Regions from separate parts of the Sus scrofa genome. Here all the other regions are linked to region 1. A link is a contact called in public targeted proximity ligation data. All regions are on one chromosome and are shown on one strand. The core of a region is the stretch at or near the end of the contact, and the rest is flanking DNA. Distances in the headings are between cores, read along the strand shown.

The links.
Region 2: a contact with region 1 is called in a targeted proximity ligation map of alveolar macrophages. A contact is called at or near these places in 2 of 2 datasets of targeted methods (alveolar macrophages and skeletal muscle).
Region 3: a contact with region 1 is called in a targeted proximity ligation map of alveolar macrophages. A contact is called at or near these places in 1 of 47 Hi-C or Micro-C datasets (liver) and 1 of 2 datasets of targeted methods (alveolar macrophages).
Region 4: a contact with region 1 is called in a targeted proximity ligation map of alveolar macrophages. A contact is called at or near these places in 1 of 47 Hi-C or Micro-C datasets (epiblast stem cells) and 1 of 2 datasets of targeted methods (alveolar macrophages).

What each region holds. Positions count from the first base shown.
Region 1 is chr4:111,738,798-111,746,510 of Sscrofa11.1, forward strand. It overlaps LOC106510207 (a long non-coding RNA gene), which reads left to right. Exons shown (of 4, transcript XR_002343540.1): 2 at 2,670-2,747. Among named protein-coding and RNA genes, the nearest start is that of VAV3, 82 kb to the right of the region's middle.
Region 2 is chr4:111,984,562-111,992,274 of Sscrofa11.1, forward strand. VAV3 (guanine nucleotide exchange factor VAV3) reads left to right here. Exons shown (of 28, transcript XM_021090110.1): 3 at 7,276-7,334. Among named protein-coding and RNA genes, the nearest start is that of VAV3, 160 kb to the left of the region's middle.
Region 3 is chr4:111,963,784-111,971,496 of Sscrofa11.1, forward strand. The region is part of intron 2 of VAV3 (guanine nucleotide exchange factor VAV3); the gene reads left to right. Among named protein-coding and RNA genes, the nearest start is that of VAV3, 140 kb to the left of the region's middle.
Region 4 is chr4:111,907,026-111,914,738 of Sscrofa11.1, forward strand. It overlaps VAV3 (guanine nucleotide exchange factor VAV3), which reads left to right. Exons shown (of 28, transcript XM_021090110.1): 2 at 2,302-2,418. Among named protein-coding and RNA genes, the nearest start is that of VAV3, 86 kb to the left of the region's middle.

The DNA.
Region 1 (7,713 bases), core at 3,799-6,298:
CGTGGGGGACGGCTGGGACAGATAACTCCCTCGTCTTCCGTTTACCTCAACAAGCTAAAACCCCAAAACCTTAGAAAACAGAACTATAGCTGAAATAGAAGTTGTCATAAATTTTGAGATCTTCACCAACGTTATTCTGCCCCATTGGTGACATTTGGGGGTGGAGGGAGGAAGTGTGTAGCAATCACAGACCATCTTATCATGTGACAAAATTATCTTATGGTTCAGAATCATCTGACCATTAATCAGTGGAAATCGGAAAAGCCAGGAACTGGGTAATAACAGGAACACCCTTCGGAGTGGGGAACTGGATCCTGAAACGAATGTGAGACACTGCAGGGCTTTTGTTCGTTTCTAAAATAGATGTCTCTCTAGAATTCTTCTTTAAACCTCTGCTCTCAAATGTAGCATCCTTGTCTCGATTATTAACAGCCGCCGAACGTGACACGCGTGGGTTTCAGACGAGCCTCCCCACGTCTGCAGGGACTCACCCTCTCTGACCTTCAGTCTGCAATCTCATGCCAGGGAGTCTGTGTCATGCAATATTGATAGAGGAGATTACTTCAGAGCAATGCATCCAGAATGAGTGATGTTTCTTTGATGTGTTAAGCCATCTTCCTGCCTTAAAGATTGTGAGGCAAAAAATAGCCATTGAGAGAAACCATTCTCAGAAGGGCTTCTCGATTGATTGACACGCGCACTTAAATATGCACGACAGATTTCAGGCCTCTCTCCTCCTAAGGACCACCACTAACCCAGCACTCTCAGTGTAACAGCCGAAGCAGCGATGGCTCTACAGGAAGACAGCATTGTCACCGGGCTGGCTGCAATAGCTACTCATAGCTGATTTATCTGCCTCTGTCTCTACTTTTTTTTTAGTGGTTTTCAACTGTGTGGCCCAGACACCCAGGTGAACTTAAACCTATTGCAACTGCAACTGCAAGGAATTGTGGCTACAATTAAGTATAACAACAGCAGCAGCAACACCAACTAACATGTACATTACTAGGTGCTGGGCACGGCTGTAAGCCCTTGATGCGTATTAATTGACATACTCCTCATGAAAGACCTAAAGAAGTGCATTCTGCTGTTAATCCTCTTTCACATGAGGAGACTGGGGCATAAAGGGGTCAAATAAATTGCCTAAGTTTCCACCAATAGTGATTGACAGAGCTGGGTATCAGAAGCACTGTTTGAATGAAGCAAATATTCTTCCCTCTAGATTGTCCCCAAGGGAATTGCTGCTCACCCTTCAAGATTTGGCTCAGCCGTCCTCTTCCTTGCAGCTCTCCTTGCTTCCTTCCCAGAAACTGCTGCTTTATCTGTGCTCCAGGAACCCCTCCCCTCATACAGAACTGGATAACAATGCTTATCCCACCATTGCCGATGCGCCATTAATCATCCTGCTGCTCTGAGAGCCCCAGGCCTGTGACTTATTCATGCCTATGGTCTTCCAGCTCCTGCAAGGTCTAAAGGGCTGCAGATCTTCAGGAATTCCTGTGGTTGACTCGAACGTGTGAAAATGATACCATTTTATTTATACTTATTTTTATTTTTTTCATTTTAGGGCTGCACCCGCAGCATATGGCGGTTCCCAGACTAGGGGCGAATCAGAGCTACAGCTCCCAACCTACACCACAGCCACAGCAATGCTGGATCCTTAACCCACTGAGCGAGGCCAGGGATCGAACCCCAGCCTCATGGTTACTAGTTAGATTCGTTTCCATGCACCTCAAAGGGAAGTGAAATTATACTATTTTATATATAACTTTCAGAAGGAAGTTGCATCTCCTTTCAAATATATTTCAAAAGCTGATCATGTGTGTCCTGAATTCTCTTTTATGCAGTTATGCAAACAACGTGAAGAGAATGGCTAGGGAGTTCCTGTTGTGGCTCAGTGGTAAGGAACCCAACTAGTATCCATGAGGATGCAGGTTTGATCCCTGGCCTCACTCAGTGGATTAAGTATCTGGCGTTGCCACGAGCTGTGGTGTCAGTCACAGACATGGCATGGATCCTGTGTTGCTGTGGCTGTGGTGTAGGCTGGCAGGTGCCGCTCTGATTGGACCCCTAGCCTGGGAACCTCCATATGCTGCATAAGTGGCTCTAAAGGTGGGGGGGCCGGGGGAAGGGAGCGAGAAAGAGAATGGATATTACTTGGGCATAAGTGTTAGGTCGGAGGCTTCAGCTGTGAGCAAGGCAGACATGGTGCCAGCATCGTGAACTGTGGAGACTAGAGTAGGAGGCAAATTACCTAATTAAGGAGGTGAGTACTGCACATAGCAATGAGGTAGAGCAGAGAGACTAACCTGGCCTGGGGGAGGGGAGGTTTCCTTGAGATAAGGACACCGAGACCTACAGGAGAGTAAGAATTAATCAGGTGAGGAGGGGGGAGAATTGTGTTCTCTGCGCTGACTTGCCTAAAAAATGGCAACATTCTCACCCACTCTCTAGAACTTTCCATTCGTCCAAGACTCAGATAAAATCTTGCTTTCTCCAGGAACTTCCTCTGATAATTTCAACTTCATGACTTATGTCCTCTGAAATCCTGTATTCATAATATTTTAAAATGTGAACCCCACGTAAGTATCCCATATTGGGGACACTGGGTTATTTCACTTGACCTTCAAAACAACTTGCATGTTAGATATCTTTTTTTCCTTTTTCAGATGAGACAGGATGGGCGAGGTTGGGCGATTTTTCTAAAATCTCATAGAGCAGAGGGAAGAGTTGGATTTCAAATTTAGGTGAGTTTGGTAATTTTTGCACTAATTCTATTAAATGGTATTGTTATTTCCATTTTACAGATAGAGAAACTGAGAATACATTCATCCTCAGACGATTAAAGGGTAAACACAAGCCAGGCACTCTTGTGGCTCCAGAAAACTAGACGCTTGCTATTACAGGGTGGCCATCCAACCCACCAGCACCCAGGTGTTAATTAGCAAAACAGAACCCCAGGTCGCATCCTAGATCTGTTAAATCCAAATCTGTATGGTAACAAGATGCCCAGAAGCTCTCATCAAAGTTGGTGACAGTCTCATGGAAGCTGTGCCTTAGAATTGTCCTTGCACTTATAGACTGTGGAGTGTTGGCTTTCCTGGTCCAAGGACAGGTCTGTTCTGAGACTCTAGACTTTCAGGGAGAGTCCTGGGTCTTTGGACCAAGCTGGACTTTCTTATTGACTCCCAGGAGGTCCTGGCAACCTGTAGAGATTTGAGTCCAATAGAATTTTTGAACAAGTGTCTAATATATAAAGGGTTCCTCAAGGATTGCTGAGCTGTGAGCTGGATTTTTAGCTTGTGGAAGTTTTAATAGAGATGGAAAATTTAAAACCACACCAATACATGATGAATTAGAATAGCCTTGTGAAGAAGAAAGAGATAAATATCTTGCTCACATTATAACAAGACTTGCAAGAGCCAAATAACATTTCCCATAAAACCCTGCAAATTTGTGGCAGGTCTGTCATTATAATTCTGTTCAGGTGGCTTCCTTGTCTGTGTTCCAGCCAATAAAGGACGGTAATAATACTATTGAGTTTTAATGAAATCTGTCATCTTTATATTTATGGTTGACTCTTTGTGCTCATGTGTTTATTCATTCATTCATGAACACTTACTGAATGCCAGGCACTACCCTTTGCTGAGAAAACTGTATTTTTTAATTGATCAATATAGAAAAGACCCTAAAAGCCTGAACAATTGCTATATGAGGTGATAACTAGATGATTGAACTTCTTTTTTAAAATCCTCAGCTGGAAGGAAAGAACTTCCAAAATAGGGCTGTTCATGTATGTGTTTGTCCTTCTTGCTGGCTAAAAGCAAGTACTGCGAAAGCATAAGAAATAAACAGGTATTAACCTCAAATTCCCAGTCCACCCCACCCCCCCCTTGGCGACCACAAGCCCGTTCTCCATGTCAATGAGTTTCTTTTCTGTAGATAGGTTCATTTGTGCTGTATATTAGATTCCAGATATAAGTGATAACATATGGTATTTGTCTTTTTCTTTCTGACTTAATTCAGTCAGGATGAGAGTCTCTAGTTTCATCCATGTTGCTGAAAATGGCATTATTTTGTTCTTTTTAATGGCTGAGTAGTATTCCATTGTGTATATATACCACATCTTCTTAATCCAATCATCTGTTGATGGATTAGGAATTTGGGATTAATAGATGCACATTATTGCCTTTGGAATGGATCAGCAATGAGAGCCTGCTGTATAGCACTGGAAACTATGTCTGGTCACTTATGATGGAGCATGATAATGGGAGAAAAAAGAATGTATACATGTATGTGTAAATGAGTCACCTTCCTGTACAGTAGAAAATGGACAGAACACAGTAATCCAGCTATAATGGAAAAAATAAAAATCATTATAAATGGGGGGGAAAGCCTTTTTATCCATCAAAAAAAGAAAAAGAAAGAAAGAAACATGGGAGTTTCTGTTGTGGCACAGTGGAAACGAATCGTGTCGGGGAACTGGCGTTGCCATGAGCTGTGGTGTAGGTTACAGACATGGCTTGGATCCTGCATTGTTGTGGTTCTGGCAAAGGCCAACAGCTACAGCTCCAATTTGACCCCTTGCCTGGGAACCTCCATATGCCTCGGGTATGGGTATAAACACACACACACACACACACACACACACACAAAGAAAAAAAAAGAAAAAAACATGATGTTGGGAGTGGCAAAGTCCTGGAGACTGAGTGTCACTTGTTCTGCTTAGGGATCATGTTGTGGCGTGTGTGTCTGTGTGTGTGAGTGTGTCTGTGTGTGAAAGAGAGAGCGAGAGAGAGGCAGGGAAGGAGAGAGAGAGGCAGGGAAGGAGAGAGCGAGGGAGAGAGAGACAATGTATATAAGCGGAAATAAAGGCCAGGACTGAGTGGTTTGCTTTTCTTTCTGTGTCTTGTAGGAAAGAGACTCCTTCCAGCTCTGAGGGCCAGAGCTGACAGAGATATTTCGGCTTCCTTTTTTTCTCTCCGAAGTTTAGTCTGTGAGCTGAAAACTGCGTGTAACATTAAACAGTCGAAGCACGCTATCTCTGGGCCAAGTCCTCTGGCAGAAGGGCTTTTCCTGTGCACACCCAGAAGGCGTGGGCTGCAGGAGGCCTCTCCTTCTCTTTCAAAATTAGGTCATGACAATTTAGGAGTCTGTCACTGTGGGGGACTGCCAGCATTCCACGTGGGCATGACGGATGGCTCTAAAAAGACAGTGGCTTCAAGAACGCCCGTGTCCCCTCTCCGCAAGGTGTTTGCGGAGAGAGCCAGCAAATGTGGAAATAGTGGACCGGCGTGCAGCTTGAGTGTGTGCTGAGTTGGTTTGGGATTTTGCAAGCGTGTGGGTGCTGTTTGGCATAGAGGCCTGTGTTCAGAATCCATAGATAGTTCACAATTAGAAGGTGACCCCCGGCCCCACACAGGGGCACAGTGTCCTGTGTGGACAGAAGGCCCTGATCCAATCCCAGGCAAAGCCCACCGCCCAGGGGGAGCCCAGGAACAGGAAAATCTCTGCTTCTGTCTTCCCATGGCTCTTCTAGTTTCTTCCTTTCGCTCCTGCGACCATTCAAAATAGGAGCATCGCTTGTCAAGCAGAGGAAGTCTGGGTCATATCCTGTGTGCAGGAGCCAGCAGACGCTGGTTCTCGTTTTTTCCCTCATCTCAGACTGTGCTGCCACCTCACCTCATTGTTTTTATAACTCCCTCATTTAATCATTCTAGAAGCATCTGCCAGGTTTGTGTGGACCCAGCGCCGTGAGAGATGCTGGTGATGGGAGACAAGTGAGACGTCTTTCCTTTCTTCAAGAAGCTCCCGGTTCCATTACGGAGACAGGCAGGAAGACTCTAACCGCACGGGGTTAAAAAACCCGCCAAACCTCCTTATAGAGATGTACAGACATGTGGACAGAGGCAGGACAGTCGGCTTGGTGTTAGAGGACTGGGCAGGGCGCCCCCTCTGGTGGAGGGGCCCTTTGAGCCGAATGGGAGGGATGAGCTGAAGTTGCCAGACCAGAGAAAAATCCTTTCCTAGGAGGTGACTTGGCTGTGAAGCAATCACGACACGTGGTACATCATTTACGGTGCTTGCTTTTGGTCTTAGCCAGACATCTCTGCTGCCCGTTAGAGGGATCCTGGGCTGAGTAAGTTCAGAGCGGCAGGAGAGTGGAGCAAATGAGCCGTGGAAAGCACAGGTTTTGAGTGAGAATGACTGGGAATCATAGCTCTGCCCCTGGGAGCTCCCAACTTCAGGAAATTTGCTTAGCCCCATCAGAACCTCTCTTTCTCTCTCAGTAAGATGGCATAATAACACAGTCTCATAGGATTGATGCGAGGCTTTTGTGAGATAATGAATGGAAGGGATTTAACCCACCGCCTGGCATCTAGAAAGCCCTCCATAAATGCTGCTATTATTATTTTTCAGATACAAACTTTTTTTTTTTTTACCTCCTCTCTACCTGCTTCTTCAATTACCAGGTAGTCACCTAAGGACCTTCTTTTCTTTTATTTTATTCTATTTTTATTTTTAGGGCTGCACTTATGGCATATGGAAGTTCCCAGGCTAGGGGTCAAATCGGAAGTGCAGCTGCCAGCCTACACCACAGCCACAACAACGCAGAATCCAAGCCGCATCCACAACCTATGCTGCACCTTTTGGCAACACCGGATCCTTCACCCACTGAGCAAGGCCAGGGATTGAACCTACATTCTCATGGATACTAGTCAGGTTTGTTACCACAGAGCCACAACAGGAACTCCAAGACCTGCTGCTGAAACAGTCCATTCTTGCTTAGGCTGTAGCCTCTTGATGGTTGAAAGGATACATCTGGAGACAGTGGTTTCTAATTTCAATGTCTAGTTAGGGATTTAAACTTTAGAATTTTAACAAATTGGATTATTTCACAATAATTCAATTTATGCATCATGGACAAAATTGTAAACAAATTTACTGAGCAATCAAAACAAATATATATAGCTCATTATACTCTTATATTACCATAAACAGGGTCCATAAATGTAAGATGAGATTTCACCAATCCCTTCTTACTTTGGAGTTAGTAACTGATGGCCAAGGATAATATGTCTATGTTTCAGTCCATTTCTTTGGCCTCTTGGCCTTTGGTCAGCTTCTTTTTTGTGTACCATTTCTTTCACAGAATCAACCATCATCTCATGAGGGCATTTGTATTTATATTTGCAGGTTACTATGGCAACAGAGACTCTCTCCCTATTGCACAATCCTCATGAACAGCTCCATCCATCCGTCCATTCATCCATTATCCATTCATTCATTCAGTCAACCACTAGTTAGATATTGAATATACAGGAAATATTTACTATTGGGGCACAGATGATTCCTTGTCTTAAAGAGCTCACAGTTTGGTGGAAAAACAGAAAATCTACCCAGTAGTTACCATGCAGTGTGGGGGCGGCTCTAATAGAGGTTAGCAAAATGTACAGGTGGGGAGAGGAGAAGCACTGACACAGCCCAAGAAGTCAGGAAAGCGGCCCAAGCAGAGTACTGAAGGAAGGAGGAGTAAGAATCAGAAAACAAGGGGAGAGGGAGGGCCTTCCAGGCAGCAGGAACAGCATCAGTAGAGTCGAAGCATCAGTGGACTCCCTCTGAGTCAAAGGAATGATGACTTGTGTGGCGGGCGAGGAAGCTGGTGTGGCTGGCCCATGGGACACGTGCAGGAGGCATGAGTGACAGGAAAAT
Region 2 (7,713 bases), core at 3,075-5,574, 250 kb after region 1:
ACCCAGCCAGGGAGAGGTGGAGCTAGGATTTGAACCCAGGAAATCTGAGGCTTAAGCTTGCACTCTTAGCCAGTCTAGGATATGACCCTCCCAAATAGAGGTTCTTTTTCTCTATAGAGCTTTACTTTTGAAGTTTCAAAATAGCGCAGATAGAATAATTCTTACATTTATGATCAGTTTCAAGGCCTGCACAAACTGCAGTTGGGACCCGCTTAAACCCATAGAGATACTCTACTCTTTTGAACAATGGAAAGTTTATTTCCCATAGTTCATCATCTTTTTGATACAGAAATCTTTTGTTCATCTTACCTGGTTGTAGTGCTTTGCTTTACCCATAGAAGAAGGGCTAGAGATGGTTTTCAACAGCATTCTACAGTATTGAAAGCAACAGCTAGGTATTTTAGGAAAGACCTAAACATGTTGCTAGAAATGACACTAAGCTGTAGTGTATCCTCATGGGGTAATTTACTGTGTGAGGTTAGAATTGCCAAGAAAATTAAGATAATGGGCTCTGTTGATTTCCTTGGAGAGTTAAGGTGAGATATATTGTTAGTCTGAAACATCCCATCTAGATGGGTTTGAAGTTAGACTTCATTGTCAGAGAATTGGGTACCTGAGTAATACACTCAGAGGAGTGGCCTGCCTCTGTTTACATCTGATCTAGTCCACAGGCCCATCCTGTCTGACTGACTCAGCCCAGCACACCAGGCTCACACTCCAAGGTATGTCCTGAGGCCTGACTTTCTCCTCCGTGGCCCTAGGGCACTCGCTCCAAGCCTGCAGGGACCACAGCAGACCATCCTGGCCCCAGATCCAGCTGCCAGCTGGTAACTGGCTGCCGTGGGGCTGCAATGCTGCAGACACCCCTGAACTGCTAAGCTTGTCTGGTGCTTGCGCTCAAGCCTGCAGCCACCCGATGGCCCAGGAACTCCTGTTGAATCTAGCTCCCTGTTCAGGAATCTTAATAGCCTTCCCACTGGGTCTGGGAGAGGGTTAAGAGATAAAACTTCAGACCAGAGAGCCCAAGGAGATCAACCCATAATTAATTAGAGCAGCTTGGCAGACCTGTGAGCTGGTCCCCACAGCTCCCTGTAGTTCTTCTCCATGGCCCTGGCTTCCTTCCCTGGGGACCATGGGGGGAGTTCCAACAAACTGCTTCTGCACGGATGACTTGTTTTTCTCCGATTACAGTGTCATCAGCACTAAGGTGCTAGATAAGCAGAGGGTGAGAATTAGCCAGAAGGTCTCAAGAAGAGAATGGTTAAAATGGGTAGCTTTATTAGTGTACATGGTTGCCATTCTGTTTTTGCAAACTGTTTTCATTGCTTTTTCTTTTTTTTTTCTTTTTCTTTTTAAATGGCTGCACCTGCTGCATGTGGAAGTTACAGGGCCAGGGATAGAATCCGAGCCTCAGCTGTGTTGCTGGATCTTTTAACCCACTGCACAGGGCGGGGGATCAAACCCGAGTCTTCTCAGCGACCCCAGGCACTGCAGTTGGATTCGTAACCTGTGGCGCCACAGTGGGAACTCCGTCATTTCATGGCTTCTAAACTAATGGAGATGGAAAAAATAAAGTACTCAAATGAAATAATCATCATTTGGGAAATTTTTAATGGTTGATAGGATGGAGGGGGTGCCCCTATGTATGTTGTCCCTAGATTTGAGGAGATAAGCAACTCTTGCTCATACTTAATATTTGATTTTCATAATGGGCTTCTTCTTTAATTATTCATTCATTCATTCCTCACTTGTAGCAGGCCAAGCTCTTTGTGTCTTTACACATATTATCCCTTATCCTTACAACAGTTTTGTAAGGTAAGTAGTAGTCATTCATTTGTTTGAGCAACCAGATATTTTTGTGTTAAGTGGTTGTTAGGAGCTTGGCTGTGAGCTCGGTGATGGAATAGACAAGCGAAGGAGCAATTTCCCTGCTCTAAGTTATTTTCCACTGTTAGCTGGTAAAGACAGATAAACATGTCATTAGAGTGCCTCATTGTGTTCTTAGATACCTTTCAGGGGTTATATGAATTTGTGCAGATTTTTTGAAGAGCAGTGGTTGTGCTGTTTCTTTTTTGGGGGGGGAAGCACTCGCAGCATATGGAGGTTCCCAGGCTAGGGGTCGAATCAGAGCTCTAGCCACTGGCCTACACCACAGCCACAGCAACGCAGGATCCAAGCTGTGTCTACAACTACACCACAGCTCACGACAATGCCAGATCGTTAACCCCCTGAGCGAGGCCAGGGATGGAACCTGCATCCTCATGGATACTAGTCAAGATTCATTCCCGCTGAGCCATGATGGGAACTCCAGTTTATGTGGGAACTTAAATTTTTTTTCCTTTGTCTTTTTAGAGCTGTACCCGTGGCATATGGAGGTTCTCAGGCTAGGGGTCAAATTGGAGCTGTAGCTGCTGGCCTGCACCACAACCACAGCAACACTGGATCCTTAACCCACTGAGCAAGGCCAGGGATCGAACCTGCGTCCTCGCAGATGCTAGTCAGATTCGCTGTCGCTGAGCCATGACGGGAACTCCTGGTTGTACTGTTTGCCCTAGCTATCCCATGTAGGAATCCTGCCTGTAGAAATACCTGCACACAATTGAAAAGATGTTTGGTAAGGATGGTGATTACAACAGTATTGCAGCAGATATAGAAAAAGCTCACTCTCAGGGGATGGTTACATTGTTATGTTATCCACAGACACTGACATAACATTAAAATAAAAAGGAGATCTGTATGTGTTGACACAATATTTGTGATATATTGTTAACTGACAAAACTATGTTGACAAAAAGTCTGTATAACAGAGACACATTACCTAAAATAATAATTGTAAAGGAAAAGGAAAAAAAAATTTCTGCAAGAGTCATAACCAGATTCTTAGCTCCTGTATAGGCAGATGGGGAGACAGGTGTGGACAGACGACTTTTATGTGTTACTATATTGTTTCAGTTGACAAAACATGGGGCTTTTCCAAATGTTTTAGACAGCAAATACATTTCTAAAAATAGGTGATAGATGCTAGGGCAGAGTTATGTCCAGAGTCCTGTGGGGACACAAAGAACCCAGACTGGAGGTGGGAGAAGGTGAGAGAAGGCTCTGGATGGGGACCAGCCTGGCCAAGTTCGTGATGTACATGGTCAGGCACATGCATGGAACAGAGAACCAGAGCTTCCTGCTCTCAGCCTTCTGGAGCTTTCCAGGTGGCGGCAGTGGAGTTGGCCCTTCATGATGTTAATAGCTCAGGTCATCCTGAGCTCTTTCTCCTCCCTCAGCCTCCCCGGTGCATCAGCTACTGAGAAATACTTCGCATCTGTCCACCTCTTCTCTAGCTCTGCTGCTGCTTGGTTCAGACCTCTCATTTCTTCCCTGGATAATGGAGAAACCTCTCCTAGTGGCTCTCCTGGCCCCTGTCTGTATGCCACCTCCTCCTACCCTAGTCTCTCCTGCACTTTGCTGAGATCTTCTAAAAAGGCAGGTTTGACCCCGCTGTCTTTCTTCAACTTGCCCCTTGATCCTTCACAGATTCTGGGATCTCACGCTCATAAAGCAGCCTGCCTGCCCACGCCACCCCCCTTCCTCCCACGACAACTCTTAGGCATTGTTATCTGGAATTTTTTTCTTACAGATGCCACTCTTCTTATCAAACAAAGGATGGATGATGATGTAGAGAAGGAAAAATCCCTGCTGGGGATTTAGTAGTTGATTGTCAGCCTGTTACTTTGCAAATAATCTAACTCGCTGCTCCTCTTTCTGAGAGTAAATGTCCGTATTCCATATTATTTGAGGTGAAATTTTCGAAATTAAGGCATTTCAAGGCAAATAGTCTTTTCTTCTTCTTCCTTTTTTTTTTTTTTTTTTTTTTTTTTTACTGCCCTTGGGGATGTTTCCTTTTATAAATATTCCTGATGGATGTTTCTAACAGTAGATTGGTCTCCACACAGAGGACTTAAGAATCTGGCATTAATTTGTGTACTTGTCTATTTCAAATCCGGATGCACTTTACCTTAATACAATACACACTGTTCTAAAAATGCTGCATTGACCAAACAGCCTTTATTTGCTTTGGCTAAACTTGGAGTTAATGGATGGACTTGATGTACCATAAGATAGAAATAACCCTGAGCGATAGACCTGAGAGATTCACTTTAGGACATACTACATACTATCCTCCCGTCTCTTCCACGATTTATATTTTTATGGTATTTTTCTATGATAGAGTAGTAATCAGTAATCCCTTTGAGTCAATAAGAGGCGATGGTTTCAGCTTGTTTATTTTCAGAAATGTTTGTACGGTACACGCATTGCAGAAGCGAATATACTGTCGTCTGGCTCCCTCTGGTGGACAGTTATATGAAAAAATCAAACTACATAAGAGTCTTGTGGGGAGGGCACAGCTTGTGAATAGTTCTGGTGTTTTAGTATTTGTGTTAAAGTAAATGAGAGCAACAGCACATGTGTAGCCATGCTAATACTGCTGCTATTTATCTTTTTATAAATAGTGACACTGCTGGGACCACAGTGAAAAAAAAAAAAATTAGAGGCTGACTCCACCCTGTAACTTTAAAACAGTGCCAAGTCAGGACAAGGCTCATACTAAAATTCAACAATGCGGTTAATTCATGAGCCCAAATATTACTCCACGGATTATTCTGGAGTCTTCCAGTAGCTGGACTCTTCACTCAATAATGCATATTTTCAGAAATTTAGCAAATGATTATTTTTATCCTGAATCAGTTTTTTTTTGTCTTTTTGCCATTTCTTGGGCTGCTCCCGCAGCATATGGAGATTCCCAGGCTAGGGGTCGAATCGGAGCTGTAGCCACCGGCCTACGCCAGAGCCACAGCAACGCAGGATCCCAGCCGCGTCTGCAACCTACACCACAGCTCACGGCAACGCTGGATCGTTAACCCACTAAGCAAGGGCAGGGATCGAACCCGCAACCTCATGGTTCCTAGTCGGATTCGTTAACCACTGCGCCACAAAGGGAACTCCTGAATCAGTTTATTTTGATAAATTTAGTATTTGTTCATACATCATCTCCTGAATTTACACACTCACTAAAGATGTGCTGTCTTTATTATGGAAATGAATTGATATCAGGTGTTATCTTGGTGGTGGTTTCTCGCTCTTCAACCAGGAAGAAGTTGCATGAAGGCTTCCAATTAAATTTCTTTTGTATATAATCATTGTATTTTATATGTTAATAAAAGTTTACATTTATTATGTCCATCAACAGAGGAATGGATAAAGAAGTGAAAAAATGATACAAATGAACTTATTTACAAAGCAGAAACATACTCACAGACTTTGAAAACAAATTTATGCTTTCCAACGGGGAAGGGTGGAGGGGAGAGGGAAGTACTGGGGGGGCTGGGACTGACACATGCACACTTTTGTGTATGGGATGGGTGATCCACAGGAACCTGCTGTGTAGCACAGAGAAATCTAGAGAGTGTTCTGTGACGACCTCTATGGGAACGGATGTGTGTGTATGTGTGGCTGAATCACCTTGCTGTGCAGCATAAATTAGCCCAACATGGTAAATCAACTCTACTGCGATGGGATTCTTTTTTAAAGTTCACATCTATTGAGTTAAGCATTTGTTGATGGGCGTTATCGCATTTACTTTTCCCAGTAACTCCGAGAGGCAGGTGAGTGGTTGTTACCATCCATAAGGCCGGTAAGGGGTGGCCTCGCTCAGCCAGGTGTCCTTACCTCAGAGCTCGGAGTCTGTCACCCCAGTGATAAGCTGCCTCCTCCAGTAGGTGATAAATAAGCATATGTGTGGGTAATCACCGAGTGAGACCCCTGCACAGCCCCTGCACAGCCCCGGAACCTTGGCGGTTCCGTCTTTGAACTAAGGAATTCAAAGATTACCTTAACCCAGAGAGAGATGTTTACCTTTTTTTTCCTTTTCTTTGCTTTTTTTTCTTCTCATTTTGAATAGGCCTTGTAGTAGAACCTCTTTCCATTTTCTTTAATTAGGACAACTTATATCTATTATCATAGCAACGAGTTGCGTGAGAAAAATACATTTTAGCTCATTGACTTCCTCACCCAGGACTTGGAAAGAGATGGTGTGAGGTCTACGCGTGGAAGGAAGGGTAGAGTTACGGGGCACTGATGCCGAAGGTCCAGCAGGGCACGTGGGCGTTAGGTATGGGAATTTTCATGAAGAGGTTTTGAAACAGATACAGATTATCTACGGTAATTTAGGAAGTTTCTTTTTCTGAAAATACCCAGAAAATATTTTAAGGTTGGCAGTTTTAAAGAATAGCTACTACCATTTAAATACTTTACGTGTATTGTCTTTTAACGTCTTATAATAATCTAGTGAGTATGACTAATCCAACGTTATTATAGGCAGTATCCAGACGAAAAAACTAAAACCCAAAGAAGGGGTTTGCCTGAGGTTATATGGCTCATAAATGATAAAGTTAGGAGCAGAACTCACATGGTCTGACTTGAGAGCCCACCCTTAAAATCACTTCACTACATTGCAGTGCTGTCCAGTAGATCCTTCCATGACGGTGGCGGTGTCTGCTCTCCATGTGGTCCAGTGCACTGGCTACTCGCCGCATGGGCTGCTGAGCACCTGCAGTGTGGCAAGTACGACTAAGAAACTTAATGTTTTGTTTTGTTTTCTTTTTAGGGCCGCACCTGCAGCATAGGGAAGTTCCTGGGCTAGGGGTCAAATCAGAGCAGCAGTTTCAGGCCTCCTCCACAGCCACAGCCACGCCAGCTCTGAGCCCCATCTGCAGCCTACACCGTAGCTCATTCGGGAACGCCAGGTCTTAAGCCACCGAGTGAAGCCAGGGGTCAAACTCGCATCCTCATGATCACTGCGGAGCCACAGTGGGAAAGCAGGAACTTAATTTTTTTTTTCAGATTTTTAATTAATTTAAGTTTAAATAGCCTCTGTGTGGCTAGTGGTTATTACTTTGGACAGCACAGTCTTAACAGGGCCTTTCAGATTATGTAGACATGGAGACATGATGGCCTTTTAGGATTGCCCTAACTCCTTGCTTTTTACTGTTAAAGAAATTGCCAGCCAATGTAGCAGTTTGCTTAGAGCCATGAAGTGAGAGAAAGGGACCCAATTATCAGGCAGGTGTTTACACTTCCCAGCGCTCTTCCTATTCTGCGCTTAGCGGCATTTGCAACATTGCATTTCTGCCGCCGTTGGTAATATGAGATCGTAAACCTCCTATTTTAGAAAAATGTTTTCCTTTGTGAAATACATATCCAATTAACCCTTTCCTCTTTTTTCAGGTGATAGAAACATTATCACGACTTTCCCGCACACCGATAGCGTTGGCCACGGGAATCAGGTACGCTCGTTGCTCTGTGGTTCGGGTGTACTGGTCAGTTCGGTGAAATGATTACGTATCGAATGGTTACTATTGTGATGAACTTTGCCAAGTCCTTTGCACAGGGGACCACATCTCATGCATGCCAAGTGCCTCGTTTATAAGTGCCCAATACGTATTCGAGACGGATTGAGCAAATTAGAACTTACAGAATTGAGTAAGACGCATTGGCTGATCGTCGTTCTCCATTCAGTGGTGACTGTCATGGAAATGGTTCTTTTTCTTTTTTCTTTTTTTTTTTTTTTTTTTTAGTGTCCTCTAACATTTCTATACATGGGATTCATCAAAACAAACAGAAACGCCTAATTAAAGAAACACTGCCAAAGATGTTAGTTCATGT
Region 3 (7,713 bases), core at 1,763-4,262, 220 kb after region 1:
TGCCATCCTATTTTTAAACAAAATGTCAGCATACCTCTTCTTCGTGCAGGTGAATAATCGTGCCCAGTGTCACGTCCTGTGTGGGTCTCCCAGGCTTCTTGGTCCTTTGTCCATGAATGGGAGGCAGAGAACATGCCTCCGGGGCATCACTCCAAGGCCTTTGCTCACCTTTCAACAGCTTTCGAATGATGAAAACCTTGTTTCTTGCACATGAAATGAGATTTAAAAAGGAAAAAAAGACACACAAGAATAACCCAGATTTTGTCAATTTTATGTCTTTCATCTTCTTTATGTCAGTGTCTGTCTTAGAAGAAAATCAAATTGTCTGTTAATTCAGAACACATTCACGAGTCAGGAAAGGACTTTTAAGAACTCTGCCCATGTTCCTGAAAGGAAAAACCCTTTTGGAGAATCCTTGTTTTTAATCTCTTATTTCCTGTTTCTTAAAATTAGTTTAGGGCTCCCTTTACACATTTTCCTTTTTTTTTTTTTTTCTTTGAATTTTCTTTTGTGTTTGGTGACTCTCACGCTGCTGGTCCCGAATCCTCCGTCTTCCTTCCCTGACGTCGGATCCTCTTGCCTAATGTTCCTGTTTTTCACCCATTTTCCTGCTGTCTTCTGTCTGCTCATTGTGGGATGATCTCAGGACATCCGGATGGATGGAAAAAACGTGTTTGCGAGCTTCCCGTGGAACATGATCAGCTTATTTGGTGACAGAAAGATAAAACTGTCCAGCTGAAATACTCAGGAAAAGAAAAGAAAACAAAACGAACTAGCCCATAGCTTTATTAACTAAAAGAGCCCAAATGGTAAGAAAACATATTTCAGTCTCATCACAGAAATTTTAATGATGAAAGCAAGATTCCACTGAGACGCCGTTTCATGAATTTTCACAAAATAGTAGCATTTCTGTGGCTTATACCAATTGACCAAACCACCGTCATTTCTTTGGAGATGGATGAAAATAGAGTCTGTGCGTTTGAAAGGATGATCGGAAAGTCTGACTAGCTCGGTTCCCTGGGCGAGAGTGTCGTTCTCTTCTGGTCTGGGGAGGAAAACGTGCCCCTGCCTCTCCTTTCTGTGTGTTTCTCTTCTCCTGTGGCTGTAAGGGTGTAGGAAGCTGATGGAGAGGTACGAGCTCCCCTCTAAGAGCAGGACCACCTAAGACAAACGGGACCACTACAGCAGCTGCTCCCAAGTTCCCTAAGGCTGGCGCTTAGGTGGGAGGCTGCTGCTGTTGGAACCTCCAGAGTTTGTCTTGTCAGCAGCAACTTATCTGCAGAACTTTTATCATCTTTTTCTTATGGGACAAAATGTTTGTTACAAGGGGAGAGATTATTTCAGGAAGGGCAGTCTTGATAAAAATACAAGCTTCTCAAGACATCTCGTAATTGAAAAGGGGTTGTTTTTACCAGAACATGTCATTTGCTAGGAACAATAAATTATGCTGTCACTTGAGGGCTCTTAAAACCTTTCTAGCCGTGTTTCTGTAGGAAATTCAAATCATGGACTACACTGCAAATGCTTTTCTTTGCTCTCCTGTGTAACAATAAAAAATTGTTTTGTAAATTTTTTTCCCCTCACTCTCAGTTTCATAATGTTGGGGTTATTTGGGAATGAAGTGGAACCTGATTGCAAATTTGGTATTTAAGGTATAAAATAAAATGAGATGTGTCCACAAAACCAAGATTTTAACCTACAGGCATTGCACAGATTAGAGCCTGTGCTTATTGACTTTGTTATTGTTTTAGTGCATTTTGGATGTATTTTTCTGGGCCCCTACCCTACCTTGTAAGCACCTTGGCTTATAGATAATTTTGTTTCCTTGATAATATTTAAAAACAGGATCTTGCGTATTGTAAATGCTCATAAAATAGGTGATTCGACTAGTCTATAAATTAGAGATGCTTTAAAGGATCCAAGAATCCAGATTCCTAGGCCGTGGTACCATCCAGGTACTAAAAATCTCGTGCTGACACAGTCATCCTCTTCCTTGCCTAGAAATGTGATCTCCTTTGTTGAATGTATTAAATATTTCATCCATGTTCTTCTCATTGGAAGTTAGGCAGTGTTGCTTTCCCAGACTCAGGTTGTTGTCTGATTATAGTAATGACTCCACCACAAAACCTTGCTGAACTGACAGTGGACAAAGGAAACCTTGAAGAAATGGTTCTAAGAAAGAGACTGTGTGGTTTGCTTATTCTTCACTTGCCAAGAATAACACAAGAACGGCTTTAAGGGGGAGAAAAATCACAGGAGCACCTCAGAATACTTTCGGATCAAAGGCACAGGTGGATGATACAACAATGCCTTTCCCTTTGGTCAAGTTCCCTTTAGCCTCGGGAGCAGTGTGGAATAGCTTATTTGTAGGGAAGTTATTAAAAAAAAAAACCCCTCCGTGGTTTAATGGTATATACCCGGAACTTTAAAAATGTGCGTACCCTTTGGTCTAGAAACTTCACTTCTAGGAATTGTTATCAGGGAATAATTAGATACAAGGTCAGATATTCATGTACAATAACATTCTTTTTTTTTTTGTCTTTTTTTTTTTTTTTTTTCAGGGCCGCACCCAAGACATGGAGGTTACCAGGCTAAGGGTCGAATCAGGAGCTGTAGCCATCAGCCTATGCCCCAGCCACAGCAACGCCAGACCTGAGCTGCATCTGCGAGCTACACCACAGCTCACGGCAACACTGGATCCTTAACCCACTGAGCCAGGGATTGAACCCACATCCTCATAGATGCTGCTCAGATTCGTTTCCGAGGAGCCACGATGGGAACTCTGATAATATTCTTATCATTGTGATAGGTTGGAAGACCTCATGTGTTGATCAATAGGTATTGATGAAATGCATTGTAATCTCTTACTCTCTACAGATTCTGGGTAACCCTTAAACAATCATTTCATATATTTAAAAAAAGAGTTATGTTCCCTGGGCCACTGAGGCAATGCTTGAAACAGGAACAGATCTAGAGTTTCCCGTGCCCTGTGTCCCAGTGCTTTGGAACTGCGGATGGTGTGGGGGCAGCTGCTCATTCATGGGGATTTAGATGACGGAGTGCCCTCTCTGTGAGGTGTGAGAGCCAGCGCCAAAAGTTTCCTTCAGTTGACTTAAAGTGACAGACTCTTTCTTAGTTTTAACACTTCGTAGAGTCTCCTTTTTCTAAGAGTCTTGAAAAGAATCTGTCAACAAAAATATTATACTCTAAGAAAATGTTTAGAGTTTTTGTTTGTTTGTTTGTTTTTGCTTTTTAGGGCTGCACCTGTGGCATAGGGAGGTTCCCAGGCTAGGGGTCCAGTTGGAGCTACAGCTGAGGCCTACGCCACAGCCTCTGCAACACAGGATCCTTAACCCACTGGGTGAGGCCGGGGATCGAACCTACAACCGCATGATTACGAGTTGGATTTGTTTCTGCTGTGTCACAACAGGAGCTCCAGAAAATGTGTATAGAGTTTTAAAAGCACTTGGAATTGCTGTTTGGGGAGTTTGCTGTTTTATGTGGCTGTTTGGAGTTTGCTGTTTATATAAATGTTTATTCACTGTTTTTGTCTCTCCTAGTCCCTTTTCATTAAAAGCACTTTCTTTCCTCGGAGGCCTAGTGTGCGGGTCCTCAAAGTCGTTCGTGTTTTGATTCCTGTGTTCGGTAAAAAAGGCCCTGGTTCATGAGCGTTGGGAGCAGTGGCATTGCTTAGCCCATATGTGTCCCATATTTCTGCTAAAGATGGACACTTGAGCATCAAAACTTTCAGAAATCCTGTGTCAGCTAAGCCTCCCAGGACACTGTGTAAATTATCTCTATTTTGAGACCTAATTAAATATGTATGTTGAGAGCATTTTTCTAAACAAGCATTTGGGCTCTGAAATCAATCACCACCGTTCAAGTGTGTGAAAATAGCCAAAATTGTGTCTTGCCTGGTCATCTGAGCACTACATTTCTATTAATTATTAAATCCCTATGCTTGCTCCTTGTTTGTCAAAGTATAAGGTTGTTGGTTTTTTTTGGGGGGGGGGATAATAACATTGCTCAGTTTCTGTTCCCCTTGGATCTTGGACCTGGCCACCAAAATGTATTGCCACATTCCCTATAAAAGAGAAGAAAGAAAAATCCAACAAGCTTTGTTTATTGCCTTTAAAGAAAATGTTTCTTGGAGTGCTTTGGTGGCTTAGCGGGTTACTGATCCTGCATTGTCACTGCTGTGGCTCCGGTTACTGCTGTGGTGCCGGTGTGATCCCTGGCCCCGGGGACTTCCACATGCCACGGGCACGGGGAAAAAAAAATGTCTTTAAAGTTAAATTATGTTTAATGATTTTTCATGCCCAAGGCAAAAAGCCAAGGATTCGCATGGATCGCCTGCATTGGTCTCGGGTTTTGGCAGAACTGAGACAGGCAGGGAGTGAGAGCGGGTGTGAAGAGCAGTGTGGGGCGAGGCTATCAGGGCAGTTGTGCATCGTTCAACGCTAGGGGGTGCCCTTCACGGTGGCTGTGCCCTGTGTACTTTACTACTGTGTCCAAGGCCGTGCGAAGTGGCCTCCGGCACCAGGACCCTGCCCTCCTTCTGGCTTGTCCCCTGGAGGAGCAGGAGTAGCAGGTGGAGTCAGATCTCCCTGATTCTCCTTAAAAGCCCATTTCAATATATAAGCGCAAAAGATACATCAGGTTGTCTTTTAGGAGAAGGATTAATAACAGTCTCCACCATAAGGAGAGAAGAGGCAGAGTTAAGTTCTAAACATTGCTGGAACTGTAATGGAAAGAAAGTTACTGTTGTTTCTAGGCCCTGCCCCCCCCCCTCCAAATATCTATTTGACAAAGGATGAAAAAGAAAACATGAGCATTTACACTGAAATCATGTTTCTTGGGAAAGTGATCTGATTTGAAGGGATCATTTTGACACCTAGAAACCCAGAGTTTCAGTGGCTTTAAAGTAGTTCTTTTTTGTGTGTGTGTGTGTGCCTTTTCTAGGGCCACTCCTGCGGCATATGGAGGTTCCCAGGCCAGGGGTCAAATCGGAGCTGTAGCCGCCGGCCTACACCACAGCCACAGCAACACGGGATCCAAACCGCATCTGTGACCTACACCACAGCTCGGGGCAACGCCAGATCCTTAACCCACTGAACAAGGCCAGGGATCGAACCAGCCACCTCACGGTTCCTAGTCGGATTCGTTAACCACTACGCCACGATGGGAACTCCTAAAGTAGTTCTTTTCTGAGTGAAGCTGCTCAGTAGAAAAAACTGCTCTGTGCTTGATCACATTTGTGGTTACATCAGGTTAGCTCTGCAGTGTTACAGTGGGTAAAACCTCATGTGGAGAAAGACGATAAGGTAATTACAATTGTTTGCTTTGCTTCATCATATAGGATTCAAATTAGAAATATTAGTATTTTTGCAGCAAGGAAAATCGTCACACATATTCTCGAATACATTCCTACCTTCCTTGGCTGAAAACAGTCGGAGGTCATTATTAGTGGATAGTAAGTACCTAATATTAATTTACGTATTAGTCTATATTTATGCCAGACCATCTTCCCCCACCTGTGTGTGTGTGTGTGTGTGTGTGTGTGTGTGTGTGTGTGAGAGAGTGAGAGAGAGACTTGGTTCACATTTAGTTCAGTTACCATTCTAACAAATTTGGATCTAGAAAATTAAATGGAGAACCATGAACGTTACTACAGTTTTAGATTTTTAGTGTTATTACAGTTTTGGACTTTTTTCAATCTGCAGCATCTGACGTCTTTGCTTTCTTTTTGATGAGTGGTCACCAGAAACAGAGAGGGCAAATAAGGAAACAGACTTTGAATAGGAAATTTTGCACGATTAATTCATTTATCAACATGTGTCAGTAGATTGTATAGGGTAGAAATATGATAGAGCTTAAAGTAAAAGCTGGGTCTTGCATAGCCGAGTGAAAAGTACTCTTTCAAAGTCCTATAATTATCTCAAGAAACAGCAAGGTAGTTGTTTGTCAAATCATTTTCAGGTCTCTCATCTATAGAGTATGACTTTTTCCAGACCAGCTCTGTTTTCATCAGTTTTAAGTTTTGGACTTGTGATAAATATTTTGTTTGAACCAAAGGCTGGCACCACAGAGCAGTAAGAAAAATTTGAGAACTGTTTTTCTTTGCAGGTCCAATTCTGAAAGTATCTTTGCATTAAATTTTTTTTTTCCTCCTTGGAATAAAAGCCTATGTGCACTATTAGTAAACCTTCAAACAGTGTAGACATATTAAAAAATAAAAACAAAAGTGAAATGCATAGCATTTCCACTTCTTAGTTAGCCACTGTCCTTAGCAGTGCACCGAATGTCTTTGCATGTCCTGTTTACAGGACGCATAGGCAGCCTGTGGCTGGGGTTGGGTGGGAGGCGTGGGAGAAGAGGCCACCTGCTGGCTACAGCAGCCAGGGCTGAGAGGACCCCTCCTATTTCTGCCCAGGCCTCTTACTCCTGATAGAGCAGTGGGAAGGCACAAGCCCTTCTCACACGACCTCACTTTGAGCAAGTAGAATTGCATTCAGTGCTAAAAAAATGCATTCCCTATTCCTTGGTTGGGTTGTGTTCCTTCTGCAAGACTGTTTACATCAAATAGACCTGAACATAGTTTCTTTTCCTTTTTTTAAATCAAGACTTTATCTAGATTAACAATGAGGGGAAAGCAGAGGGCTAAAGGGAATAACTTTAAAAAACTATGATCTTGCATTAATCGCTCCATGACCGAATCTCTCTATATCCGTGGTTCATAAAGGGTGGTCCTTCGTCTGACAATCCCTGCGTCCTCCAACTTGTTAGAAATGCAAACCCTCAGGCCTACTGAATTGGAAACTCTGGCGGTGAAGCCCAGCATCTGTGGTCCAACAAGTCCTCTGGGTGGTACGAACCCACGATAAGGTTTGGGAACTGTGCTCTGTATAAAGGCAAAAGATTGAAGGTTCTTTTTCTTTTGGTTTCTCCCTTCTCATCTCCTTGCACTTTAACCACCCCACCCCTGCCCCCGCCACCCCCGCAACAGTGCTGTTCCTGAGGCATGACATTTTCCCAGGGGCTGAGCTCTTTTCTGTCTCTGCCGTTTTTCTGCCTTGAACGTCATTGTCCACCACTGTCCGCGTAGGAAATCATTTTTTAAAGCGCTATTCCAGTTGTAACTCGCTGCAATGCCTCCCCTCCTCTGACGTGCAGATCCAGATGGTCTTGACTCTTGTGCCCTTTGGAGCCTGAGGACCTTGTTCACAGCACTTCGCATTTGATGGTCATGCCTGGTTTATAGGATTCTCTTTTCCACATTGTTGGGATGTCCTGGAGGAAAAGCATGCATCACCTGCCACTTTTTATCTCTGACACCTACTGGAATTTCTGGCATGGGCAGATGCTCAGCCGATGTATGGTAACTGAGGGATGAAGTGCAAACTAACAAAACAGGGACTTCTCCAAGCTTTAGAATTACTGTAGGGCCAACTGGTGTTACAGGAAAGCTAAAGTGGCTGGGCGTGGATGCCACTAATTGTTAGATAGCATATGTAATTTCTCTGACACTGTGTTTCCTACTGTGTAAAATTGTCATAACTCCCACCTCATAGGTTTTTGTAGAGGTCCTGGCACACCGATAGCTCTGAAAAATGGTAGCCAGTAATAATCATAATAAAATTAGTACCTTCTTGCACATTTCAGTAATTTTAAGACTTTTGTCATCCTACCTTGAAGTCGTACTCTGTATTTTTT
Region 4 (7,713 bases), core at 2,311-4,810, 170 kb after region 1:
TGTTGACAATATTGTAAAAAAAAAAAAAAAAAAGCAAGAGTTCCCGCTGTGGCACAGTGGGTTGAGAATCTGACTGCAGCAGCTCAGGTCTCTGCAGAGGTATGGGTTCGATCCCGGCTGGCACAGTGTGTTAGTGCGTTAAGGGATCCAGCATTGCTGCAGGAGCTACATAGGTTGTTGCATCTGTGGCTCAGCTTCAATCCGTGGCCCAGAAACTTTCTTAGGCCATGGGCTTGGCCACTACAAGAGAGGGCGAGGGGGAGAAAGAGAGAAAGGAAGGGAAGGAAAGACGCAATAATTAGCTAAAGTTTTTCTCACTTATTGGAGGTTAATAATTTTGTGTGTGCCATTGCAGCTACTATTTCTGAAATTCAGGATGTGTGTGTATTTTGAGTAGGTGAATCGGCCTTTTAGATACTGCCAGTAAATTCTGTTGATTGTTTAAGCTGTGATAGCGGCTGCCTTCCCTCTTGTCCCTTGCAGTGTCCTCGAGCCAGGCGTGTTCTTCCCAAGATGAGCTTCTCCGCTTGAGCACCAGACCTTTTCCCCAGGGACTTCATTTGTGGGACTGTCCCTCTCCCTGCGTGACCATCTTTCCCCCTCTCAGCTTCTTCCCATCAAAATAGGAACATGTTGTAACAGCTTCCATGGTTCAGAAGCCCTTCCCGGACCTCTCTCTCTGACTAGACCGCCTCAAGCCTCTGCTCCCCTTTGCAGCAAAGCTCCTAGATATCTATATCGGGTCTTCGCTTGCTCTCTTCCCATTGTCTCTTGAAGCCGCACCATGCAGCTCCCCCCTTTACCCGCCTCACCCCCCCACTTTTGTCAAGGTGCACCCATGACCTTCAACAGCCAGATTCCATGGACAGTGCTTGGTCAAAATCTTATGTGAGTAGTGGCAGCAGCTGGCAGCTTACCACTCACGCCTTCTTCCTAGAAACACCTTCTTTTCTTAGCTTCCGGGGAAACCTGTTCACCCTCTTTCTCAGTCCCTGTGTGGGCTCCCCCTCTTTTCCTGATCTAAGATGACCTGGTCCCGTGGGTCCTCCTTCTCTCGTCTTTCTCCAAAAGTCCATGGTTAAAAATGTTGTGCAGGAGTTCCCGTCATGGCGCAGTGGTTAACGAATCCGACTAGGAACCATGAGGTTGCGGGTTCGGTCCCTGCCCTTGCTCAGTGGGTTAACGATCCGGCGTTGCTGTGAGCTGTGGTGTAGGTCGCAGACGTGGCTCGGATCCCGAGTTGCTGTGGCTCTGGCGTAGGCCGGTGGCTACAGCTCCGATTGGACCCCTAGCCGGGAACCTCCATATGCCGCGGGAGCGGCCCAAGAAATAGCAAAAAGACAAACAAACAAACAAACAAACAAAAAAATGTTGTGCATGCTCTAAAGACCCTCAGATTTATGACTGGAGTATGCACCTGTGCCCCACACTCCAAATGTGTACCTCCAGTTGTCTGCCGCCCCGTTTCCCGGGGGATGACTAATAGGCATCTCCGACTGAAGAGTCAAAATGGAACACGTGTCTCTCACTCAGATTATTGTGGTAGCTTCCCAACTGGTTTTCCCATCTCCATCCTTCTCCAGCCCTTTTCCTTCTGTATTCAAAACTTTTAAAACATCACTTCCAACCCCGACTCTGTTCTCGGGCCTCCAGTGACTTCCCATCTCAGGAATCGTAAAAGCTTGTCCATCAAAGCCTTTTGTCATCTGGCCTCATTGCCTTTCCAGCTCACCTCCTGCATTTCTCCTGTCGCACACTCGGCTCCAGCCACCTTGAACCTCTTCCTCAGTAATATCCCCCCACATTTCTGCCTCAGGGCCTTGGCGTGGGATGCTACTCGAGGCCGCACACGCTGTCCTGTAATTCTGCGTGGCTGCTCCTTCCCCGTCTTCAGATCTGCTTATATGTCCTCTTCTCATCGGCACCTTCTCCAGCCATCTCACTGAAGCCCCCCTGCCCCTGCCCCGGCACTCCTGATCCCTCGCCCAGCTTTAATTTCTTTTTCTCTGTTGCACTCATCACCATAGGAAAAGAACAAGGCTCATGCTTTTGTTTTTGTTGTTCTTGTCTGTCTCCTCGTATTAGAATGAAGGGGCCGGCTTCCGTCTGCCTTGTTTGCACTTGGGTCCTCAGTGCCAGGAGAGAGCGGGCATCAGTGGGCGCTGCTGGGGGAGGGACCGAGAACAGCCCCCAAAGAGGGCACATCCTTCCTCGTCATTTGGCAGCCTTCTGGGTGGGACGGAGGGTAGGTGGCCTTCGGAATGATTCACTGCGTACTGACGGCTGTTTCCTGTTCCTCAGTTTCTCTGCTTGAAGAACATAAGGACGTTCCTCACGGCCTGTTGCGAGACATTTGGAATGAGAAAGAGTGAACTGTTCGAGGCCTTTGACCTGTTTGATGTCCGTGACTTCGGAAAGGTAATTGGTTTTTCTTTTTTTTGTTTTTATTTTTATTGGAGACCGTTTCCTCAAATACTCTTGTTTCTTATCTTGAAATAGGACACGTGGCTGCATGATCTCAGTATCACTTTTACGCATAGGTGGTTTAGCCAAAAACCCCATAGCAGCAACAACTGACCAAATGAGATGAGGGTGGGTAATTTTTCTGTTAAAAAGAGTATTAGGAGAATCTTTAACCAGAGGCGATGTCTCCTTTCGGTTGTCTTGGAGCACAGGATTCCTATTTTCTGTGTTTTAGAGCTTGTGGGGCTCTCAGGCCTGAGGACTGAACTCTAGGTTTCTCCACACCTAAAAGTCACCCGATCTTGGGGAGTTGAGGATACTTTGTTGGCTCTCTTGCTGCTTGGGTAGGTGGCCTGGCAGAAGACAGGACTGGCCGAAACGTTTGAGGTTGTTCACTTACCCCTATTGGTTGTATTTTAGTGGATACGTGTTAGGTTGTTGGATTTCAATAATTGTCACATGTAAGTTGTCCTCATGTTTATCTACTCTCATTGCATGGATATACAGCAAACACCCGTGTGTCATAGGGGACAGAAATCATTCTTGGAAAAGTTATGTTCATTTATTTTGAAGTGATTGGGCATAAAGTTAAACTTCTTGTGTCTAAGAAGCCAGAAAAGAGTCAGGTTAGTTACGTGACCTTATTTTGAGCCCCTGCTGACATAATTGCATTGTGAAAATAAGCACATAAGAAGGGAAAAATTTAAAGATATTGAGGTGTTTGCTCTTATGCTTCTCATTCAGGTGTTAGTATTTCCTCAAAAGGCTGTTTGATCAAATAAAGACTTCTTTACTTACTCTCTAAGATGTAATATTTTGATTATAAAATAAAAACTGAGCAGTGGATTGGTTTGCTTGGCAATGGGAATGAATAGCACAAACTTGAAGTAGAGACCTAAGGAATCGGGTGCTGAAATGCAGCACGTATGGGGCAGCCATCCTGTCCCCGGGAGGGAGAAGGCATGGTGGCTTCTCTCTTGGTTACTTTGTGGTCTTTTGGACATCAGCAGTCTCTGCGTCATCAAATACCTGCCCACTTGGAAGTCTGTACAAAGGGAAATGGGTATAAGAACATGGTGTCTAAAATTCCCCTTTTCTCTGGCAAGCTGTGATTTTAACTGTCTTGAGGTCCAAAAAAGTGATGGAAGATAATGTGTGATGCGAATTACCAGGAACTGAAAACCAAGCCTCCTCATAAAGAGGCAGTGGCACGTTTGTCTGTGGCCGTGAACTGAAGCGATGAAAACAGAGAGGAATCGGATAGAATTCCAGGTGAAGTGGCCAGTCCTCTAAGCTGCTGGCTGGGAAAATGCCTCCGCAACTTTGAAGGATTTTTTGCTACTCTTTGACCTTTCCTCCTATTTTTTAAAAAATGTTCATTGGTTGTTCTTTCTTCCCCCCCTCTCTTTTGGGGAAATGGAAAATGAAAATGAATTGGGGAAATGAAAAATGAAAGAAGAGTCTTGACTTTTTAAAGCTCTTCATTTTTCAGCCGAATTTGCACGAAATAGTGTTGACAGAGACGGAGTAGTCATAAAAATTGTGTAGAAATACATGGCTTTGTTCAGTGGAACAGCATTGCATGCAAGATTGATTAGACAAAGGTAGCATTGTAGGTGAGTTGAGGTTATACAGAGAATGTAAAGGAATAAACTGTATACTTCTTAAGGGTAATTGTATTTCTGGCTTTTTAAAAGTTTTGATAGTGGGAAGTCTGAAACAAACTTGGGATTGCAGATGAGAACTTGATTCTGTATATACCACTTCCTGTTGTGGCTCAGCAGCTGACAAACCTGACTAGTGTTCCTGAGGATGCTGGTTCGATCCCTGGCCTTGCTCATTGGGTTAAGAATCCGACGTTGCCATAAGCTGTGGTGTCAGTCACAGACGTGGCTCAGATCCTGCGTTGCTGTGGCTTTGGTGTAGGCCAGAAGCTGTATCTCCGATTCGACCCCTAGCCTGGGAACCTCCATATGCTTTGGGTGCTGCCCTAAAAAGACTAAATAAACAAACAAACAAACAAACAAATAAATAAAATCACGTACATTTTTGCTACTTCCAGGATTGGTGCTGTTCTCTATCTACTTGCAACTGTATTTGGCCAAAATAAACCAGCAAAAAATAAGACGTTAAGGTGCTTTTTTCATAATTTATTTACCAAGTTTACCAGTATTATTATTATTAAACATTATTACCCTAAGCAAAGCCACCAATAATGCCACCACTTACTGTGTACTTTTAAGGTGGCAGATATCTTCAGTGTGGAGATAGCTATCTGTCTATATTTTTTTTACCGAATAAATTGTATTACATTCATAGGTGTGCAACAGTCATCACAACCGAATTTATAGCATTTCCATTCCAAACCCTGGAAATAGATTTTTTAATCGTCAGAACAGCCCTATGAGGTATACTTTTGTTTCCCTCGTGATAGAGATGAGCACACCTGCACCTGCAATCATGTGTCTAGTAGAAATTGCAACAGTGGTCTGACCCCCAGATTGGACTGTTGCTCCGCAGCAGCACAACAGAGCAAGCATTCGCGCAGTGGTGGCTGTGTGCCCGTGTGGTCCTAAGTGCTTTGCAAGTATTGACTCAATTCTTATATCAGCTCCACCACATACATCTTATTATTGCCCCTGTTTACAGATCCTAGATTGTTAAGTGATGGAACTTGGACAATTCATGCAGTTAAAAAATTTTAAGGTAAAAAAAGTGAGTTCCCGTTGTGGCTCAGTGGAAACGAATCTGGCTAGTATCCATGAGGATGCAGGTTCGATCCCTGGCTTCACTCAGTGGGTTGAGGATCTGGCATTGCTGCAAGCTGTGGTGTAGGTCACAGGTGCAACTCGGATCCCGCGTTGCTGTGGCTGTGGTGTAGGCTGGTGGTTACAGCTCTGATTTGACCTCTAGCCTGGGAACCTCCATGTGCCGTGAGTGCAGCCCTAAAAAGACAAAAGACAAAAACAATAAAATAAAAAAAAAATAAGGTTAAATAAAAGGGGGAGTAGAACATTAATTTGGAGAAATAGTAATTCCTGGTGTGGTGAATATAAATTTTAACAGGATATAGGTTTAATTAAATTTTTAATCAACTTAAAATGAAAAATCTCTCTCTGTGTGTGCTCCCTGTCTGCCTTAGTTCATAAATAGTGAATTTCCGATCCATGTTTACTTGGCACCTTTTCATATAGGGATAGTAATATATATTGTAATCAATGTAATCATTGTATTCCAATGTTTTATGGAATTTTGAACCTCCGAGAGTGCTTCAGCTCACTGACCTCATTTGATTTGCATAACAGTCTTGTGAAGGAGGGAGCAATTTCCCTGATTATCAGATGAGGAAATCTGGGAGGGGGGGAGGTTAAAAGGTACTCCAAGGTCTCCTTAGTTGGGGACGGAGCAGGATCTGGAGCTCAGGGCTTCTGACTTGCCAGCGCTCTGCTTTCCTTGTCTGCTGCGTGTTTGGGGTCCCGCTGCTGAGTGGATGTGCAGGAAAAAAGGATGAACTCATGGGAGAAAAACCAAAGGAATATACAAAGTTACAAAGCACAAGTGATCTGTCACTTGGAATCTAATTACACTGTGTTTATCTTTTGAAAGAGGAAAGGTATAGGACACGGAATGAGTTAGGCTATCAACACGAATGAATAGTTTTTCTTTTAACGTATGAGATGGCGAAAAGCACACATTTTGGGAACTCTAGAAGGATTTATAATTTTGCCTTTCAGGGTTCCCTTGAGCTTCTAGTATCAAACTCTTTCCCCACTGTTCATAGGGTATTGATTTCAATTCGAACTATGTCAACAAAAATTAGAATTGTCCCGAGCACTTTCTACACTTTGATGGAAAAACAGATCACACGGGGATGGCAACTGGGTTTCGTAACTTGAATTCGTTCAGGAGTCAGGAGAGAGAGACCTTGAGGTTGACTGCAATGCTGGCTCTCAGGATGGTTACATGGAGTTGGCCCTTGAACAACCAGGGTTTGAACTGTGTGGGTCCACTTGGAGCGGATTTCGTCTTCAGTTAAGTGTTACACGATCCGTGATTCCCGGTTGGTTGGTTGCGCAGATGCAGAACCTCAGATACAGAGGAAACGTGTGTACGGGGGGCTGGCTGTTCAGATACACAGATTTTTCAGCTGCAGGGAGGCCCCCCCCAACCCCGTTGTTCAAGGGTCAACTATCCTGAACAAGGTTCCTGATGGAGGTGGAGTCCTGGCTTGAACCTGCTCGGTCTTCTCCCTGCTCTGAGGTGGGAGGAGCTTGGGCGCCCTTTTAAGAACCATCACCACTTCTCTCTGCCTTTGGGCTTATGTTTGTGTGTCATTCTGAAAAAATCACCTGCTTCCCTGCTTTTCAAAAAGATAGATCCTTTTCTGGTTTTCTGGTAACAACGAACAAAAAGTCAAATCTTGTTAGTTGACTTCTTTGCTTAAGAAATGTCATTTAAAAAAAAACTCTTCCTTCTCAGGATGTTAAAATGATTAATTCTGTTCCTTTTTTCGCATTGCAGCAGGATCTGTCCATTTGCTCACTTCCATCCTGCATATAAAGGCTTTTCAGTTCCTCTGTTCAGATTGTCATTTTCTGTTGAACGCCTTTGCTGTTTGGAAACATTTCTACTGAGCTGTCTGTTGGCACCTTTGCAGTGCAGAAACACGTGGGATTTTTCTGGAATGAGACCATTTCTAGTGAGTAACAGAAATCAGGCTGCTGCCGTCCCGATGAGTGATGCAGTCCGTTTCTTCCCTTGGCAGCACCGAGTGGGTATGAAGGCCTGCTTCCTGCTACCCACGGATGTCACGGCTGTTGTTTCAAGTGTTGTAAAGCACCTGGCAAATGTGAGGTGATATGTTTTCGTTTCTATTTTTTTATATATCATAATTTTTATTTTTTTCCATTATAACTGGTTTACAGTGCTCTGTCAGTTTTCCGCTGTACAGTGTGGTGACCCAGTTACACATAGATGTACACATTTTTTCCCTCACATTATCATGCACCATCGCAAGTGACCGGACCTAGTTCCCAGTGCTACACAGCAGGATCTCATTGCTAATCCATTCCAAAGGCAATAGTCGGCATCTATTAAACCCAAGCACGCCATCCATCCCACTCCCTTTCCCTCCCTCCCCCAGCAACCACAAGTCTATTCTGCAAGTCCGTGATTTTCTTTTCTGTAGAAAGGTTCATTTGTGCTGTATATATTAGATTCCAGATCTAAGTGATATCATATGGTAATTGT